Regions from separate parts of the Ovis aries genome. Here region 2 is linked to region 1. Evidence: chromatin contacts called from public Hi-C data. All regions are on one chromosome and are shown on one strand. The core of a region is the stretch at or near the end of the contact, and the rest is flanking DNA. Distances in the headings are between cores, read along the strand shown.

Region 1 (4,924 bases), core at 942-3,441:
GAACAACGGAGCAGCCAGAAAAAAAAGCAGGCGCTGGAGATCCATAGGCATCAAATGACCACTCAATCATTTCCCCAGCAGAGGGCAGCCCAGTACCCAGCCGCCAGCTACATTGTCCAACAGGAACTGCCTTCTCTACTCTCCAGCTAGGCATTTCTCTTGTCTCTCCTCTACAATTTTCCCTCCAGAAAGGGACGACTTCTTTGGGATTTCTTACTTCTCTATGAATTTCTTCTGAATGGGTCTCCATGGAGCCTGGCCTGGGTGCATTCCCAGATTGAACAGACCCTCTGGCCTAATCTTGCAACCTGGGACAGCCCTGCCAACCCTCCAGCCACTCAGGGTGAGTCAGGCACATCCAGGCTGCCACCCAAGAGCTGGCTCCCAGGGAGACAGGCCCCAGAGAATGAGGGAGCTCTGTGACCTCCAGGAGCGTGCTGCAGTCGGGGCCTGCGAAGGAGAGAGACGAAGGGAAGCTGATTTTCACAGGGAATAAACGGTCACTGATGCTTTAATCAGTTCATCAGTTAGAGATCCCAAACCAGATCCATCAGGGCTACCACATGACCCCCAGAATGGACTGTTTTGTTTTTTTTTCACAATTACTTGGATTCTTTCAGCTATGTTTATCCTTAACATCACACAATTGAACTTCATGAGCACATTGTGACCACGACTTTTCCTGTGACCTCTTGGGGCTAAAATTAGGCACAAAATGCTGCCCTCTACCCCTATCCATTAGTGATTGGATCCTGTTATGGACTGACTTGTGTCCCCACAGCCCGAATTCATATACTGAAGCTTTAATCCCCAGAACCTCAGAAGGTGACTGTATCTGGAGAGAGGACCTTTAAAGAGGCAATTAAAATGAGGTTGACTGTGGAAAACAGTATGGAAGTGCCTCAGGAAACAAACCAAAAAAATATCCATACGATCCAGCAACCCCACTCTAGATGGGGTTGAAAACTCTAATTTGAAAAGATGCATGCACCTCAGTGTTCAGAGCAGCACTATTTACAATAGCCAAGATGTGGAGGCAGCCCTTCCCTGCCCCTGCCACACACACTCCCCAATAGAATACTATTCAGCCATAAAAAAGAATGAAGTAATATCATTTGCAACAACATGGAAGGACCTGGAGATTATCATACTAAGTGACGCAAATCAAACAGAAAAAGACAAATATTACATGACATCGCTCACATGAAAAACCCCAAAAATAATATAAATGAATCAATATACAAAACAGATATAGACTCACAGACAGAAAACAAACTTGTGGTTACAAAAGGAGAAGCGGGGGCATGAATCAGGAGTATGAGGTTGACTGATACAAACTATTATACATCAAATAGATAAATAACAGGATTTACTGTATAGCACAGGGAATTATAGTCAGTATCTTGTAATAATCCGTAATGGAAAGGAATTGGAAAAAAATATGTAACCCAATCACTTTGCTGAAACACTCGCAACTAATACAATATTGTAGTCAACTATACTTCAATTAAAAAAAGAATAGTAACACACCCACAAATAAAAATAAAAGGAGGCTGTTTGTGTGGCCCTAATCCAGTCTGACTGGTGTCCTTATAAGAAGAGCCGGTAGGACACGCAGAGAGACCAGGGATGTGCACACAGGGAAATGGTCACAGTGAGCCTGGAGAGAAGCCTCAGAAGTAAACAAATGGTCTTCACCTTGATCTTGGACCGCCAGCCCTCAGAACTCTGATCCTTTGTTAGGGCCGCCAGCAGACTAAGACAGGTCCCTTAGATCGGGGGCACGTGTGGGTCCCGGCAATGCTGTGATGTGCCAGGTGTTGGGCCAGTGGGTGGGAAGGGTCTGTGGGAAACGACCCGCCGGTCGCTATGGGGACCGACTGCAGACTGGACTCTGCGCACCACCCCGCCTGCCTGCTGCCCTCACTCTTCAGGACACACTATTCCCTGATGTGGGTGGGACTCCTGCCCTGGTGTCAGAGGTGGAGAGAAAATAGAATCAGAGATGTGGGTTAGCAGTAGGATGGGGAAGGAAGAAAAAAAGCGAATTCATTTATAGTCTGTAAAGAGCCAAGCAAGGATCCCAGTGGGAAACGGGGCCAGGCAGAAGGCTCCGCGTTCCTAAATAGAGCTCTGTTTTGACACTCTCCCAGCAGCTGCTCTCCCCCACGCTTGTCTGTCTCGCCAAGTGAACCGATAGAAGCAGCAGCACTTGAGCCTCTCACGGCGCCACCTGCTGGCGCTCAGGGAGCGGTACAGTGGTTCTTGCGCACAAAGACTTCTCCCCAAAACTTGGAGAAACGCCTTCTGTTGTTCAAGAGGAATAAATAGACGGGTGGATACAGACACTCTGGGGAAGAAAGCAATAGTGCAAAGAGCACTGGACTTGAGTTAAAAGTGGACTCTAGCTTTACATCTTATTCGCTGCATCATCTTGGGCAAATTAATGAACCTCTTTGTGCCTCAGTTTCTTCATGTAACAAATACGAATGACTGATACTGACAAGATCTTGTAAAGGATTCATTGCAATAAAGACCCCCAGAACAGGAAAGCCTCAGCAAATGCTTCATCCCTTCTTTTCTTCAGTCCTCCTTGTATTTTCCCTTCTCTACATGATTTTGTGAATAATCAAATGTTTTTGCTGCTGTAGGCACTGCCTTTTAAATTTTAACGGTGGAGGTGGGGGACGGGGGGTCGGAAGGACCTGAAACTATGAGTTGGGCGAGCAGGAGGGAGTGGGTCCAGGGAGTCCCAGGTGCGACTGGGAGACCCTCAGGTTCTGCCTTTGCAGGAATCAGACCTGGTGTCCTTAGACCTAATTTTGACTTTTCATTTCAGAAGAGGACCCTGCCTCCTAATGATCAGGGACAGGAGGTGGCAGGCTCCCACCACCTCAGGCCTAAAAATATTATAAGTCCATGAACGAGAGCACCATTGACAAGAAATCAGTCAAACGCACCCACGATCTAAACACGTGATGCAAGGGAGACCAGCATTGTGCATATATGGAGCATTCGCCATTTAGCTTGAGAGTGATAGGGAGGAGAAAGAGGAGCGTCGCATGCTGAAAGAGGATCCCAGCATATCTGAAGGCAACTAAAATGTTTCCCCCACACATTTAAAAAAGTAAGTAAATCTGATGGTATCTCTGCTGCTGGCACTGGGCTAGCAGGCATGTGTTTACATATGGGGGCTCCTGCAGATGCCGTGTTCTCTCCCGGGGGCTCCTTCTGCTTTCTCTAATACATTAGCCTTGGGACCCTCGGACAAAGGTCCCAAGCAAAGACTTGGAAAATATTCATTGCACAGGAAAGAAGATTCAGGAACAGGCTTGCAAGCCCTCTGGGGGCCCTGGATCAATGACCTTGACTGTCTTTTGTGTCCAGGGCTCGTGTGTGTGTGTGTGTGTGTGTGTGTGTGTGTGTGTGTGTGTGAATCACTCAGTCATATCCCATTCTTTGAGACCCCACGGACAGTAGCCTGCCAAGCTCCTCTGTCCATTGGATTCTCCAGGCAAGAATACAGGAGTATTCCCTTCTCCAGGGGATCTTCCTGATCCAGGGATCGAATCCGGGTTTCCTGCATTGCAAGCAGATTCTTTACCGTCTGAGCCACCAGGGAAGACTGTTTTGGGCTCCTACTTCTTGCCATATCTGACGAACACACAGGCCCTTCGAACTGAGCCCTCTCCTTTTATCCAGCTCCTCTCTCAGTAAATTGCACTAATGATTTAAATTAAAAGCACTAGTTTACCTGGTTACTTAGGTCTAAACAGAAATGTGAGAATCTTTACCTCCTGCCTGTCCCCACCTCCCCTCTGTATCAGACATATTAGTGCACCACGCCCAAAGCCCTTTGACCTCGTGTCTCTCCTGAATTCTCAGACCTGTGATCTACTAGATGCTGCTGTGGCTGACTGTAGGGTACCTGTAATCTGCCATCTGGGGCCCCTCAGTCACACTCCTGGTGTCCCTGGCTCCTGTCTGAAGTACCAAATTGCAGGGTATGGGGTGCTATCAGAATGCCAAATGATGCAGCCTGGAAGGCTGAGTCATGAACTTGTAACAAGTGTGTCCAGTGGTTTTGGGTATGACAAATTACCCTGAAGTTTGGGAGCTTAAAACAATCGTTTACTTAGGCTGGTGGATTATGTGGGTCAGTAGGGCGCAGAAGGACTGGCTTCTCTCTGCTCTTCCTTCTGAGGCCAGAGCTGGGAGACTCATGACTGCAAGTGACTCTATGCTTGTGCGCTAGAATCATCTGGAAGTACCTTCACTCTGAGGGTGGGCAGTTCCCACTGGCTGTCTGTGATTGTAGCTGGTGAGTGGAGCCCTTCCGGCTACCCCCAGGCTCTCTGTGTGGCTTGGACTTCATTCCAGCGCAGTGGCCTTACAGTCGGTCCTAACGCCAAGGGCTCCAAGCACACACAGCTGCTCCAGTGAGCAAGGCAGAAGTCGTGTCTTTTTATGACCTAGCTTAGGAAGTCCTGTAGCATCACTTCTGCTGTGTTCTCTTGGCTGTGAGTGAGTTAAGATAGAGACTCATGATAGAGAATGTAGTTTCCACCCTTGAGGGGAGAAATTTGCAGATATGTTTCAATGGGAGAGTTTGCAGGTATGTTTCAAAATGGCCACAGGAGAAGCTGACCATTGAGAGAGGGGAGATAGATGATGCATTCTCTTCTCTCCCTCCTGTGGACTGGTTTGAGATGTAGTTACTCCAGCAGCGCATCCAGTGTGATCCTGGGTGGCTGGCTGGGTGCCGATTCAGTGACTAGCTGTGTCTCCTCACTGCTTATCTGAAGCAGGGGTTCAGGTGGAAACACTGTGTTCCTCATTCTGCCTTGCTTCCCTTTCCTTCACTCTTCCTGCCCTAGTACTGTGCGGCCCACATGAAGCATCATCATTTAAGACTTGCCTTGGG
Region 2 (4,924 bases), core at 1,097-3,596, 140 kb before region 1:
CAGACATGCCAGACGTCTGCGCTTTGCCCAGGGGACTGGATCCACATGCAGGGTCTCTGAGAGCTGGGTCCAGGAAATTGCATCCATAATGAATTCCCAGGTGACTCTGCCCTTGAGGCTGGAGAATGCTGTCAGAGTTTGCTAGGGCTTCAAAGTACTTAGGTTTCCAGCCACGGTGCTGAAAAACTGAAAGAGACTTTTAGAAAACCAGCTGCATTTTTCTGGTGCTTCCTTCTCCCTTCTGTTGCTAGTTGTCACACCTCTTGGGTCAGAGGCCCTGAGGCTGGAATCTATTCCTTGGTGGCTGTGCCAAGGTAGTTCTGCGGAGCAAAGTGCATGAACTTCGAAATAGCGATTGGCTGCTTAGAAATCCCTGATTTCAAGTTCCTGGCTGTGTCCTACGTAGCTGTGGGTGCTGTAGGTCTTCCCTAGGTAAGTGGTGTTCCTTGGTGGTAAAGTATCAGCCTGCCAATGCAAGAGACCCGGGTTCGATCCCTGGGTTGGGCAGATCTCCTGGAGGGGAAGCCCGTGGACAGAGGAGCCTGGCACTTTACAGTCCATGGGGTCCCAAAGAGTTGGACATGACTGAGCAACTGAATACACACACAAACACACACAGGCTGAGTACTAGATTTGCTTTTTAAAAAAACTGAAGTATTGTTGATTATTAATGTTGTGGTAGTTTCAAGTGTACAGCAAAGTGATTCAGCTATATTCTTTTCCCTTTATTTTCCATTATAGTTTACTATAAGACATTGAATATATCTCCTTGTTCTATAGGTCCTTGTTGTTTATGTATTCTATATTCAGTAGCATGTATCAGCTAATCCCACACTCCTAATTTATCTCTCCCTTCAGCCCCTTCCCCTTCCCCTTTGATAACCATAGGTTTGTTGTCTCTGTCTGTGAGGCTGTTTGCATTTTGTAAATAAGTTCACTTGTATCATTTTTTAAGATCCTACCCATAAGTGATATCATATGATATTTGCCTGTCTCTGTCTGATGTACTTCACTGAGTCTGAGAATCTCTAGGTCTATCCATGTTGCTGCAAATGGCATCATCTTATTCTTTTTTATGGCTAAGTAACATTCTATTACATACATGTACCATATCTTCTTATCCATTCCTCTGTCGATGGACATCTTGGCTATTGTAAATAGTGTTGCTATGAACATTGGGGTGCATGTATCTTTTCAAATTAGAGTCTTCCCTGGAATGTGCCCAGGACTGGGATTTCTGGATCACATGCTACTAGAGTGTTATATTTTGAATGGTTCTCCTATATAGCACCATTTTGAGAAATTTCTCTAATATCTCGGTTCTCCTGGGATAAATTTTCCTTTGAGTGACCAGATTCAGTAGCATGGGATGAACACTCATACTCCCCAAAGTATTCATCCCAGTCCTGACTCTGTTTTTTATTTCAAGCTTCTTAAGATTTCCTTGTTTTGGAGAAACTATATTCCTCTGTAGACTCCCCGGTGGCTCAGCGGTAAAGAATCCGCCTGCAATGCAGGAGACTCGGATTTGATCCCTGGGTTGGAAAGATCCCCTTGAGGAGGAAATGGCAACTCACTTCAGTAATCTTACCTGGGAAATCACATGGACAGAGGAGGCTGGTGGGCTACAGTCCACGGGGTCTCAGAAAGAGTGTAGTTTGTGCAAGTGGATGGCTGGGAGATAACTTCCCCGGCTGATCCATGACCCTCTCGTGACACTATGGGGTGACTCATTAAAAAAAAAAATAAAAAGATATGTCAGGGAAATACAAGATAAGATTGATTTAGGACGAATGAACTCACAACCCATATTTTGCAGAAAACAGTGCTTTTAAAGAGCTATATGACCTTAAAATGCTTTTTAGATTTTGTTTTAGTTTGAAAGGAAAACAAGCTTTGTTCAACATAGCTTATTGCGAGTTCCAAAAGTGCTATTCTGTGCTTAGTCACTCAGTCATGTCCGACTCTGTGACCCCAAAGACTGTAGCCCGCCAGGCTCCTGGAAATTCGTGCGGATTTTCCAGGAAAGATTACTGGAGTGGGTTGCCATGGTCAAACCCAAGACTCCAGCATTGCAGGCAGATTCTTTACCATCTGAGCTACCAGGGAAGCCCTTGCGTAATTTGGGTGTATTTAAAAAATAAAAAAAAGCCCTGGAAATTGTGTCTTCATTTGTCTGTTCAGTGTTCAACCTGATGATGGGAATAAATATCAGCTCAGTTTTCATGTCTGTTTTCAAAATGTATTAAATCATCTTCTTGCTGAAGTTCTTTCTGTTCTACAGCCTCAGGTCAGAAACAGTATGAGAATAAATCCTTACCACAAGAGGGAGCTGGATCACGAAGAAACTAACGGGTTGTTTTGGAAATAGAAATAAAAACTGGGAGAGTGCTGGTGTTTCATGGCAAGACCGTCAGCATCAGCAGTGGTGACAGAAGCGATTTTCACAAGCGATTATTTCATTCTTGTAGTTGTTCAGACTGAGAGCAGAGTCGTCCTTGATTCCTTACTTCCCAATGAGTTAAGAGTGTCTTTCTCTTCTGATGCTGTTGACATCTGAGGCCTTGCTGAGCTGGGCCACCGATTCCTTTAGCAAACAATTTGTCCTTTCATATGCAAACCAACCCATCCAGAGCCCATCCTGCAACCCGCTTCTTCGTCTTATTTTTTAATCCATAAAGATGCTCATTGCAGTGTTATTTATAATTCCATAGTGCTAAGCAACTTGAATATTCAATAGGAGATAGGTTAAAGAAATCATGCTACTGTCATATAATATAGTACAGTGTAGCTTTTAAAAATTATGCCTGCGTGCTAAGCCACTTCAGTCGTACCTGACTCTTTGTGAACCCATGGACTGTAGCCCACCAGGCTCCTCTATCCATGGGATTCTCCAGGCAAGAATACTGGAGTGGATAGCCACGCCCTCCTCCAGGGGTTCTTCCCCACCCAGGGATCAAACCTGGGTCTCTTTAAGTTTCCTGCACTGGGAGGTGTGTTCTTTACCACTAGCGCCATCTGGGAAGCCTAGAACCCAAATTTTTCAATGGAAATATATTTATGATATATGTTATTTTTAAAATTTATTTAAATTACTTTTTATTGGAGCATAGTTGCTTTACAAACCAGCTTTCTTGTTGGCTCTTACACTCCAGACCTCCATCACCCCAGGGCCAGGTACTGAGCAACTGAAAGCACCCCCAACACTCCAGAGCCTGCTGAAATTATTCAAACTGGTTTAGTTGCTAAGGTGTGTCTGACTCTGTGACCCCATGGACTGTGGCCCGCCAGGCTCCTCTGTCCGTGGGATTCTTCAGGCAAGAATACTGGAGTGGGTTGCCATTTCCTTCTCCAGGGGATCTTCCGGGTGTTCTGCATTGCAGACAGACGCTTTATCCTCTGAGCCACCTGGGAAGCCCCATTTGTGGAATACTCTGTGACAGACACTGTTCTAAGAGCTAAATCTCACAACCACCGTATAAGACAGGAAGCAGCCTTTTTTCCATGTCTCTCCCTTTCTTACTCTGCCTCTCAGACTTTGAATATGCCGTTCCCTGCCTAAAATACTCTCTCTTCCCTTGCTTTTTGTCCCTTCTCCTCATAATTCACACTTACATGTAAGGTCTCCGCTTATTCAGCACTTTCTCCATGAAGCAGTCCTTGATCTTCCTAAATCTGGGTTACTTATCCCACCCCATGTGTGTTTCGCATTGGCAGGCAGATTCTTCACCGCTAAGCCACACCCCAGAGCCCACTGAAATTATTCAAAATAGTTAATTCTAAACCTTCCGTGCCTGTTCCTTCCCCCAGAAACCACGGTCCAGCCTCTAGTCCCCATTTTCCCTGGTCCTCTCTGCCTCCTGATCCACCCTGGGTCCCCCCTCCTCCAACCCCCGCCGCCACACACACACCATGGCTTGGTACCCCCTCCCCTTGGGAACTGTGAGTTGACAGCACTGATCAGTTGGCCTCATCACCTGAGAGATAATAGAACCAACACCTTAAAATCTCTAACCTCGCATCTCAGCAAATCCTATTGCCACTGTCTGTATGGCATACCCTCAAGTCAAGCCCTCCTCATCGTCAGCGCCCCTTCTGTGTCTTGTTCTTCCAGCTCCCACCTGGGTCCCCCGCCCCCCATTTAGTCTGTTCCCCACCCTGTGTGCAGTTAAGCTGAACCTGTTACACAGGTAAGGCCAGTCTTATCACTCTTCTCTTTGGAGCCCTCCAATTGAAGGGCTAACCGCAATTACAGTTTCAACAGCATTTTTGGAACTGTCAGCTACAGATGGGCGCTTGCCAAGCTCGTCGCCAGAGGCTGAACAACAAGGGCACTTCCATCTGCCTCTACGGAGACTGAACCCTGTGCTGCTGCGCCTGCTGACCTTTGACCCCCCTCAGGGGGATTCAGGGCAGAGAGCGAGGCACTCTGTGCTCTGGGGAAATTGATGGAACAGGTCTTTAGATAATTAGATATTTTCGGGAACTGATTTCATGACCTCAATCCTTGCATCTCCTCATATCTAGAAAATCACTAAATCCCTTCTTGACATCAGCTCCTTGTGACTAGCAGGAAACCTTTTGTAAAGTAAGCACTTGATTGCTTTGAACTCCCCTTTCTCAAAAACCTTATATATTGACCTTCCCCCACTAAGGAGCAATCTCTCTGAGGTGCCATCTCCCAGGCTGCAGTCCTCATCTTGCCCGGAGGAAAACTTAACTCGCAACTCTCAAGTTGTGAATCTTTTAATTGATAGAACCGTCAGAAAACTAAGATTGGATAAAGCTGTTTTTTTTTTTTTAAAAAAAACACAGAAGTAGTTTATGTCATTGGTTGACTTTTCATCCATTCTGAGTTAAAAACCAAGTCCTTAAAATGGCTTTGGGGGCCCCTATTGAACTGGAAGACAGTGAGAGTGGCTGC

What was found. A called contact is a pair of places that touch in the nucleus more often than the background predicts.
Region 2: a contact with region 1 is called in a Hi-C map of hypothalamus, with 6 times the contacts expected there. The contact joins two enhancer-like sites. A contact is called at or near these places in 11 of 16 Hi-C or Micro-C datasets (blood, hypothalamus, liver and 5 more).

The regions. Positions count from the first base shown.
Region 1 is chr17:18,138,823-18,143,746 of ARS-UI_Ramb_v3.0, reverse strand. No RefSeq gene overlaps it. Among named protein-coding and RNA genes, the nearest start is that of MGST2, 15 kb to the right of the region's middle. Within about 2 kb of position 2,191, at least 11 of the 54 cell types and tissues checked have an H3K27ac peak or open chromatin away from gene starts, as enhancers often do. A contact at or near this core is called in hypothalamus, where this site is marked.
Region 2 is chr17:18,281,618-18,286,541 of ARS-UI_Ramb_v3.0, reverse strand. No RefSeq gene overlaps it. Among named protein-coding and RNA genes, the nearest start is that of RAB33B, 44 kb to the left of the region's middle. Within about 2 kb of position 2,346, at least 6 of the 54 cell types and tissues checked have an H3K27ac peak or open chromatin away from gene starts, as enhancers often do. A contact at or near this core is called in hypothalamus, where this site is marked.